2 separate regions of the Anas platyrhynchos genome follow, and region 2 is linked to region 1. The links are chromatin contacts, called in public Hi-C maps. All regions are on one chromosome and are shown on one strand. Each heading gives the region's core, a stretch centred on a gene start, on an enhancer-like site or on the middle of the called end of the contact. The rest is flanking DNA. Distances are from core to core; before and after follow the strand shown. Region 1 overlaps ENAH (ENAH actin regulator). Region 2 holds the start of SRP9 (signal recognition particle 9).

Region 1 (4,913 bases), core at 433-2,932:
GTGAAACTCCAAAGTAGACAATATATTCGCAAACACCGGGGAAAAAACCTGGAAAGGCACTGAGAAAAACGTGTTTCTATTGTCAATTTGCCAACTATACTTTCGTAGTGTTGTGCAACTGCAATTAATAAATTCAGCTCTTGAAGGGACATAGAGGTAAGAAGTCAATTTGAGGTGAAAAGGAAGTTAAGGAACTTGGTAAACTACAACACTGGTTGTGGTTTAAAAAGGGGATGCTCAATTTGGTTCAAGCAGTCCCCAGCAGCTGGGTGTCATTCTTTGAGCTATGCCAGCATAGCTGTCTCCATGGCTGTGGGAAGAACCAGATCAGGTCCTGATTTAGCTGGGGAAAACAATTTTTTCATGCTTTCCCCCCTGGAATTTTTAATGCATTGGATATTCAGTCCATCTCTCACTAGATAGGTGCCCCAACTGTTGTAGAGGAAGAGTGATGCAAATGTGAGAATAAGCTGAAAAGCAGAAAACCTATAAACTGAACTACTGCTGAACAAATTAGTATATGAAATTATATCCCTGTCAAAGTACACCACAGAGTGCACTATCTGTAATTTCTTTAGAAAAAGAAAGATGTTAGATTTTCCTTAAAACTTGAAATGAGTCGATGATTCAGCCCTTTCTACTTGGCTTGTACTGGTCTTTGAAGATAAAGCGATTCTGTAGATGGAACAGACTTCTTGTCCAGGCAGGATCTGTGAATATTTCTCTGGGTGCTTGATATTGCTGATATATCCTGAAGCGTTCAAAAACATTAAAGAAAGCTTTTTATCACCTAGTTCCTGCTTGTTTGTTTATAACATCTGTCCCCCTGTCTGGACAGTGCTGTTTGAGCAAGGAAGTGGTGGTCATGACTTCTTGGAGTAAATTAATTTTACAGCGTAAAAGATACCTTTCCCCCTGGGTCCATACCTTTAACTTGCCAGTGTCCATCAGCATGGTGGCTACTTCAGTAGGGGATTCAGAGGGGATTTCCTTGGTGAGCATTCCTAATGGCTTGGTAGCTCACCATTTCTTTCTTGAAAGCCTTTGGTCTACTAAGGTTGCATTTTTTCCTGGTAAAAAGTATATATAAGTAATAAAACCAACTGTGTCAGCTGCTTTGCAGGTGATTGCCTTCAACTTTCTTGCATGTATAGATTATAAAAAGCACCGGAGCTTACTGGAGTAGGTCAGCTTCCCAAGTCACGTTCTGCAAGGCAAATGGCGACTTTTTGACTGAGAGTGAAAAGCTGGAGGTTGTGAGAACAGATTTTACTATGAAATTCTGCTTGTAGAATAACAAAGCCAAATGACAACAAATGGTCTTTGCCACTTCATTTCCCTTCTGTCCCATTTCAGTCTTCCATAAGCAGTGGATGAACAGTGAGCACAAACAGTGAGATGATTTGTTTCTGAGGGTGACAGCACAAGAAGGAATGAGGAGGGGGCACCAGCAGAAGGTCTGCAGAGTGACAGTATGAAGTCAGCCGCTGCAGCATGGTGTGAATATCTAATAATACTCTGTTCGAGACCAGTTAAATACAGGAGACTAAGCGGGTGGAGGTTCCAGGTTTTCGTTTCTTCTGCATTTCAGTACCAAATAGTTCCAACTGGTAAGTGGCTGTAGTGTTGTAGGCCTGAGCTATAGCCTTGAGCTAACAAAACCAAAGGAGATAAGGATGAAAACAACAATAAGGAAGTGGCTGAAGGAACGTTTCAGAGTGACTCATAGTAACCTTTTGCTTGTTAAGGGTCATTAGATGAAAGGGTATGAAAATAGGGGAATTGGTTGAGGTGCCCCCCCTGCCGGACATCTGTACCACATGCTCAGTAGGAGGTAAGCTGGGCAAACTAGAAAAAACAATCAGAAATAGCAAGGGAGATTGTTTCACAAGTTGACTGTGCATAAATAACAGTACCTAAGTCAGACGTGTGCTTTGCAGAAGCTTGCTAAGCACCTGGTTGTACAGAATGAATTAAAAGACCTTCATGTCTGTTGCAGCTGCTTATTGGCTAGGTGTACTGGACGTGAACCTAGGGATAACAGTATGATCAAAAGATGTTTTTTGTATTTTCGGTTTTTGCTTGTTTATTTTTAATGCTTAGATTATTGTGACTTGTACTGAGAAATGACAGATCTTAGGGAAGGAAATATATTAGATGTAGCAAGCAGTAATGGTATCTAGCATCTTTACACAGCTGCCACTGGGTTGTGTCTAATTCCCAAAGTCTGTGAAAGGCTGCAGCATGCAAACATATGGGCTGCTTCTCTGGCTGCTTGGGAGCTGCAGTCATAGCTTAATAGGCATAAAAGCCTAACACCTGTCACAAAGAGGAGATGAGAGAGGAGGGACTTATAATGTCAGAAGTTTTAAAGTCAAAAAGTTTTCCAGGTGAGCAGTATGACATGTTTCTATTTTATTGATAACTTTATTATTAATTATCATTGCAGTTAGATGCTTTGCATTAAGAATAATATAAATTCACATCTGTGGATAGCTCTTGGAGATATACTCCAAGCAAAATAGTACATCCGTTGCATCATCATACACTTAAACATGAGGACCTAACGATTGCTAAAAAGAAGAACTAAGAAAGACAACCTCTGTAATGCTTTCTGCTTCTGTCTTTTATAAGTAAGTTTGCATTATGTATTAACTATAGAGTAGATTGTAAACAACTTTATCATTTTCAGGATTTGTTTTCTTTATGACCACAGTGAAGGCAATACTGTGCTGTTTTAAGTACGTGAATCTTTTCGTGTAACCTTCAAAGAGGGCACTTGCTTGCTGAATCTGATGCAGATCAACTGTTCTTGAGGTCTCGATATATCACACATGGTCTCTTTGTGTTTTGGGTGACTTTCATGAGTTCAGATGGCAAACAACTTCAGTGTCTTGACATAATGAGATGGATGAGATCTACAATTTCCCTACTCTAACTAGTTTGATGGAATCTTTGGAAGAAGTTTGTTTCGTTTTGAGACCTCCTCAGAACTGGATAAATGTTGATTGTTCTTAATTCTTGATTCAGAACTCCATAATCTTAAGTGTAGTTATCATTGAAATAATTTCCTGCTTCACTGACCATTTTTACAGACAAATTCACTGTGTACTGTACACAATTCAAAATTTCTCTATCCTTCACTTCTGTTAATACTTCTTAATTGGTTTCATGCTGTATAGAGATTCATGAGGAATACAAACATCTTTGCCTATAAAGCACAGATCTAATATACAATTTGAAAACCTTATAACACAGACTTGATCATCAGCAAAAAGTCACAGAGGAATGTCGTCTTTCTCTTTTACGTTTCTTGCATTTATCAGAATGCACAGTTTGTACATTTGCTGCATGCCTCTGTTCCTTTGGATGCAATACTTGCCTGTGCAAAAACGAAGTGCTTCTATCCAAGTTGACAAGCTAAAATCTTGAGTAAATTTTGGTGTGATTTACAGAAACATACTTAATTTCCTTCTCTCAATTTCATGATAAAGTTCTGATGTTTTTTCTCCTTGTTCTTTCTTTTTTCTTTTTAATTTCCAGTGTTCTATTTAGGTGAGTGCTTTTAATTTTTTGAGCCTTTTCTGTTCCTCCAAGAATATTTGTCCATTGTTTTAAGAAACAGACTTGGAGTGCTTTTCAAAGCTTTTGTTAAGTGCTATCACATATATATAAAATTTATTTTGCATTTCTGTGAAACTTCCATCCGTGTGAAATAAAGCCATTCTGCAGATATGTCAGGTAACATTTGTTGCAGCTTTTATTTGCTGTATTATGTTGTTGAGCTTGTTTGGCTTAAGAAGCAGAAGCAGACAGATTCTACGTCATGTGATGGCTGTCCTTTATCCTTGATTTTTTGTGCTCACCCCCTCGCTCTCCCACCCCCCTCCAAAGAAGAAATCCAAATAATGAATGATCTGTCTTCACTTCTAGGTCCTACGTTGCCTCGACAGAATTCACAGCTTCCCTCTCAAGTACAGAATGGTCCATCACAAGAAGAATTGGACATCCAGAGAAGGTATGGTACTGTGAGAGAACAAATTGTTCTATTAAAGAATTCAGTAACTCATCACTGATGATGAGAAAGTAAAAGTCAAGGACTTAAAATTACTAAAAAATTACTTAAAATTGTTGCATTAGGGCAGCGTTTATATGGTTGCAATTTTCAGTAATGCAGCTTTACTGTGTAAAAACTTTGTAGCTTCGTTCCTTCTTCTTAATCTCCACCCGTCCTCAGATTGCAAGGATTGCTCTTACTGGCTTGTCATGAAAGAATTGAAATTCAAATTGGAAATGGAAGACTTCACTGCTGTCATTTTCAGCCAGACTAATTACTTTTCCAGCGACTGTTAGAACTTCAGTTTTTGAGACATGTTTATAAAGAAGAAATCAGTAAGCAAGGAAGGAACTTTTAACCTTTGAAAATAGAAAATAAGTCGTCTAGTGGAACGTCAATTTTTCTTATTGGATGTGGATGCTCTAAATCAAAATATTGTGTGGGATAGCTTGTTCCACTTTCTTCTATCTTAGTTCATTACCCAAAAAAAGAAACAAACAAACAAAAAAGAAACACCCCACAATCTTTATTTTCTGCTTCCGGTGTATAAACTTACAGAACCTTTTGTAGTTTAATTTTTGACTATAGCAATATTGGTTATAGCTGTGCTGCCCTCAGGGAGAAGACTGTTCCTCTGGCCAGTTGGCACTCCCCATAATGTAGCTGTTGTCTGTTCAACTAGAGGCCACTGGATCCTGTCCCCTGTAGCATTTTTAACATGTTTATTTTTTTCCACAGTTCATTTTAATAATTAGTATGTATCAATCATGTGGCCGAGTTCTGGGAAAAAACTTCCTAGCTGCCATAGTCCTTTTTTCCTTTTTTTTTTTTTTTTTTTCCCCTCAGGAGTTGGACT
Region 2 (5,216 bases), core at 2,558-5,057, 91 kb before region 1:
AAGAGGATCCCCTACCCCAAGCAAAATCTGTTTGAGATAGTTCTAAATAGTGAAAATATCTGATAAAGAGGAATTATTTCACATGACAAGCCTGTAAATGCAAAAGGAACAGGAGTAGTATCAGTGACTGATCAAAAAAAGGCCGCTTAGGGGTTTTTTTGCATGGTAATTTCTTATGCTTGTACACCATAAGCATGACTGTTCAGGCCTATTTAATAATAAAACCAATGGTCCATCCTTCAGTGCTCTCAACACAGCACCTTTTGCCAGCAATAAGCCATTTTAATTCAGAGCCAAAGAAGAGAAAAAAAAAAGTTTGATTTTTCCTTAGTTTTGCAGTTAGCTGCAAAGAAACCCTCTCCCTTTATATAAAAAGCAAAGGAACAATTCAGACAGTGTAACAGCCTCTCACAACAGGCAGCACGTAAGAAGGTCTGTAACTGAAAACAGCTGAAGTTCACAAGTCAACTATCTCCAATCTTCCACTATGGAAGATTTCAACTGACCTGCCCTTCACTCCCCTGTTATCAGTGCACCATTTTCATCACCTCACCCACTGTCAGCCCTATTATCCTATCAAGAAACAGCGTTACTGAAGTTTTGCGTCTTTCCCAGATGTCTGAAATACCAATACCAGACTTTTTCCCAGAAAGGATAAACGTGATTTTTCCAAATCTGAACCCAAGAGAAGGGCATACTACTTGCTGATGGTTACTCAGACTGCAGAACAACTTGGCTTTAACATCACCAGCACCAGGAACATATGGTGTGCTGGTGTGCACATGCAAATCCATTTCTACCTGCTGTCTACCATCTCATATCCTAACTTCAAATATTTCTAAGCACTATTTAGAACAAGAGCAATGCAGCTGCTCCATTGCCTTCTACAGCAACCACTGAAAGCATGCTGCAAAATTCTGTGTTATATATGCTGCAAAAATTCTGTGTATAGTAGCACAAGCTCTGCTGAATGCGTAACAAATGGTTCTGGCACCATAGCGTTATTTCAGAAGATGGGATTTCTGAAGTGCAAGCGAATTTTGCAGTTTAGTCTGATACCAGTCCAGCATCTCCTACTCACAAAGAAGCAGATAGCCCTACAGTTTCAAGTTATTACCACTCTGAGCAAGTTGAAAGGACCAAACTCTAACTAGCAAACAGCTGTTTGAAGACGATCCTTATGCACTTCAGTGGAAGCTAACAACATAGTTCCATGAAGAACTTTCAAATGGAGAGAGGGTCTAAGATTTTTGTAATGCTTGTTTCCTTGTTTTCATAGAATCCTAACAAGACCTCTAAAAAACACTGAAATGTTCAAACTTCCACTGGATTATGCAGAGTTGAACACAGGTCAGCATGTCACAGACAGAAACTAAGAAAGTGTGAGCAAACTGTGAAAGTGTGAGAAATTAAGAAAGTGTGAGCAAGAAAGTGTGTTTATGAACAATGGTTCATAAACTGACTGACAGCAAAGTGCCAGTCCTCGAGAGGTACAGTACGCCTTCTAAAGGGGACCGTGTTCTTTACTTACAGCTACGTCATCCGTTACTTTGATACAGAGGTTCCCATCACAGTGTCGGTATTTGAGAACAACCCGCACCTGAAATGACAAACATTTAAGAAGTTAACACCTATAGCTATTAACATCTATTAATTCACATCTATTACCATCACAACATACCTGAGGGAAATTCAGACTGCCTGTTATTGAAGTTACATACTGCTTCACAGTTTCACTACCTCTTGGTGGTCCTCAGTTCCGCTGTCCACAAACCTTACAGCCACGGTGGTTTAGAAGTTGGATCACCACATTTCCTTGCCTAACGCATTAAATCGGTATTACAGTAATGTCAGTGAGCTTTATGTGGGGCATGTTAAAAACCTCCGTAAGTATAGCAGTGGCAGTTGCAGGGGCCTCAGTAACAGGTATTGGAATGGCTCCTGCCATTTCCTTACAAGACACCCACTCGCCACGTATCACACTTTAGAAAAAGTGAAATAGAAGTTGTGTTTATAGACAAGAAACACTTAGGACAATAGTTCTATGTGAAGACTTGAAAAGGATCTATTGAGTGGGGTAAACTCACCATTAGGTACTGTATAAGCAAAGTAGTAAAGTATCGTATAAATGCTATATTTCCAGTGACTACAGTTAATTCAATAGCAACATTAAAGCCTATAGACAGGCTTGAAGCATTTTAACACTTTTAAAAGTGGAAAAGGGAAGATACAAGTATAACATTTTTAGAGTAATTAAAACCATAGCACTGAAGAGAGTTCTTTGAAATTAAACTGCTTTCAAGACTCAACAAGGCTACATGTGAGGAAGTCAGAAAGCAAGGACTCAGCTTGTCACTAAAAATAATTCCTACTGTAGTAACCTGCCCTGAGATTCAGTCTACCCATAGCCCTTCTGGACTCTCAAATTACACAAGTTCTCCTAACCACCATGATAAACATCAACACTCTCAGGATTTGACTGAGCATTAAATGCTTCCTACTGAATGCAGGATTGGCCAAGGAGTTTTCTTATCTACTGTTTCTAGTGTCAGCTAGCATCAGCACAGTATCTAGAAGGAAAGCAATTTGTGCTTTTAAGAACATTCAGAATTAGGATGACTGATGCTATAAAGAGATCTTTGTCATACAGTGACCCGCTGTATCATCAACCACCTTGACTACAAAATACATTTTGATATTTCTGCTCTGCAATGGATCTCTTTACAAGTTTGTCCTTCTTGCTTAAGAAATGGTCTTCTAGCCACAACATCTATGTAACTACATTTCTCAACTGAGCAAGCCTGGATTAATTATCTTGTTCCCACAAAAGGCAAGACCACTCATTACCAAGCTTAATTGGCCCCAAAAAGAACACAGACACATCTCCCACAGGTCTTACTCTTCCTTCAGTTTCTTGAAGAGTGCAACTGTATGTGAAAGTTTCTCAAGCTAGCTGCCCTGCAAGTTGGAAGGAGAGTCCTCATATTGTAACTCTAGGGCCTACGCTATCTTTTTCGCAAGGGGGAAAGCAACGCCTGGCTGCACTGACATCCTTTGCAAACTCTTCACTTAATTATACTGCAGAGCATAAAAAGGTACAACACAGAACTTATTATCAGTAGACAGGTGACGATTGCACATGAAGGGGCATTTATGCTAGTTAAAGGCACACACACTACTTCTGGAGGTTCCTCTGTGCACCCTACTTTTGATGAACGAAACTAAGTCCCTTTTGCTGATATTTTCTCAGGCTTATGACTCCCACTTCACCTTTTGCACGGTTTTTTGGCCAAAACGTTTGTGAGACTGAAGTCTGCTCAAACTACACATCTGAGAAGAACTACTAAAACCCGAGAGCGGTCACAGAGCAAGAAGTTAATTCATAGAGCAAATGATCTTTAGGAAACACCCCCCTGAAGCAACACCGCAGGTAATAATACAACACATGACCTAATAAACGCTTCCTTTTACTTTTCAGCGAGACAAATTCACAGGGACGCGGCTTCACATCCGAAGAACACCACAGCGAGAGCTCCGGAGCCACCGGGCCGCCCCCGCCGCCAGCTGGGGCCTCACCCGAGACCCACCAACACCCCCCCCCGGGGCCCTCCTGGGTCTGGGTCTCGGCGTGGGGCGTTCCCCGCTCACCTTCATGGGGTCGGCGAGGTAGAGCTTCTCCGCGGCGCGGGTGAACTCCTCCCAGGCCTGGTAGTGCGGCATGGCGCGGCGCGGCGCCCTGCTCCCTCCCGTGCCACAGCCGGCAGCAAGATGGCGCCCGCGGCGAGCGGCGCGGCGGCGCAAGAGGCCGCCTCCCATTGGCCGGCGGGGAGCGGGCAACCAATCAGGAAGCGCGTGACTCAGCGATGGCGGCCCCGCCAGCGCGGCGCCAGGCCGCCACAGCGACCCCTGCAGGCGCGGCGGGGCGGGGCAGGGGGGAGAGGAGAGGGGGAGAGGCCGCCCGCCAGCAGCCCGCGGGGTTGCGGGTTCGAATCCCGCCCCCCTCCCGGGCACCGTGAGGTTGGCTCCGCAGGAACCAGGCGGCTGAACGTGGTCCAAGTCCTCCCGCTGGAAGGCCCTTTGTGGCTCCAGGCTGAACAAAAGCGTGCTGGAAAAAAATAATAAAACAGCACGGGCGGCTCCGGGCCGCCGGGCTTCCAAAAGGCTCCGCCGGCGGCTGTGAGGGCGGCCGGGTCCGGCCCCAGGCTGGGAACCGCGGCGTTATGCGGGGGAATCCCGCTTTTCATACATTTTGCGTGTGAATAAAGCATTTACACAGCGCTGACTCAACGTAATCTCAGAAAAGAGAGGCAAATAAATCCAGGATTTCTCCTGTGGCAATTCCCAGTCCCGTTTCGTTAGGTGACCCGCGGTCGTTCCTCAGTCCCACGGAGCCAGCAGGCTGCTGCTCACCACAGACCTGAAGTAAAGGCCAACACAAAACATCGAACCCTGCTGTTACCTGTTACCAGAACCGCCGGATAATCACCCACCATTTCATGTTACTGTTACCGAACTGAGGAAACTGTGGCCAAACAAGCTGGAAAGTTTAGGGCAGATCTGCTGGTGAGGGGACAAATTGCCCAGACCATCCCAGTCTCTGCTAGCGACATGGGGAAATCCCAGCTGTGGTTATTTCAAGGCACAATAGATGTAGGAGAGAATGAGGAAACATGGCACAGAAATAAAAGGGTGGATGGGAGGTAAGGGGAGAAAAACTAGAATGAATTTCCCTGAGTCAGTAAAGCAGAAAATAATTATTACTGTGGAGATCAACCTTGGAAAAGTCTTTTGTCTGCGGTGATCAGACAGCCAAACTTTAATAAATTGCAACTTGTGGGTGTTATGTGGTCTAAGCAATTCTGCTTAAAGGCGTTTGCACCAATGTGTGAAGACTGAGCAGTGGAAGGCTCAAGACTTTTCTTTCCAGAACTGCTCGCAGAGTTTTGATGCAACACGGAGAACCCAGCTTCAGAAACTTCGGAGTTGTCTTTCGGAGGGGCTGATAATCAACAGCTCTAATCAAAGGCTTTGATAGGCATACCAATAGAGCCTAAAGCAATTAAGCCAAACACAGAACCTAACCAGAGTATTTCTCTACCACCTCACATTTTGCGCAGCCATTTTGTAACTGCAGAGTAGGAATTGCTTTTGGTAGTGGTTTACAGACGCACAGGGTTGTAAATATGTGCAAATGAAAGGTGTGGGGAGTGCACAAC

What was found. A called contact is a pair of places that touch in the nucleus more often than the background predicts.
Region 2: a contact with region 1 is called in a Hi-C map of skeletal muscle, with 1.8 times the contacts expected there. The contact joins the promoter of SRP9 here to the enhancer-like site in region 1. A contact is called at or near these places in 2 of 8 Hi-C or Micro-C datasets (liver and skeletal muscle).

Annotation. Positions count from the first base shown.
Region 1 is chr3:25,171,255-25,176,167 of IASCAAS_PekinDuck_T2T, reverse strand. It overlaps ENAH (ENAH actin regulator), which reads left to right. Exons shown (of 21, transcript XM_072035549.1): 10 at 3,934-4,018. Among named protein-coding and RNA genes, the nearest start is that of LBR, 71 kb to the right of the region's middle. Within about 2 kb of position 1,682, at least 3 of the 8 cell types and tissues checked have an H3K27ac peak or open chromatin away from gene starts, as enhancers often do.
Region 2 is chr3:25,263,935-25,269,150 of IASCAAS_PekinDuck_T2T, reverse strand. It overlaps SRP9 (signal recognition particle 9), which reads right to left and starts at 3,807. Exons shown (of 3, transcript XM_027453045.3): 1 at 3,649-3,807; 2 at 1,532-1,600. The coding sequence starts at 3,720.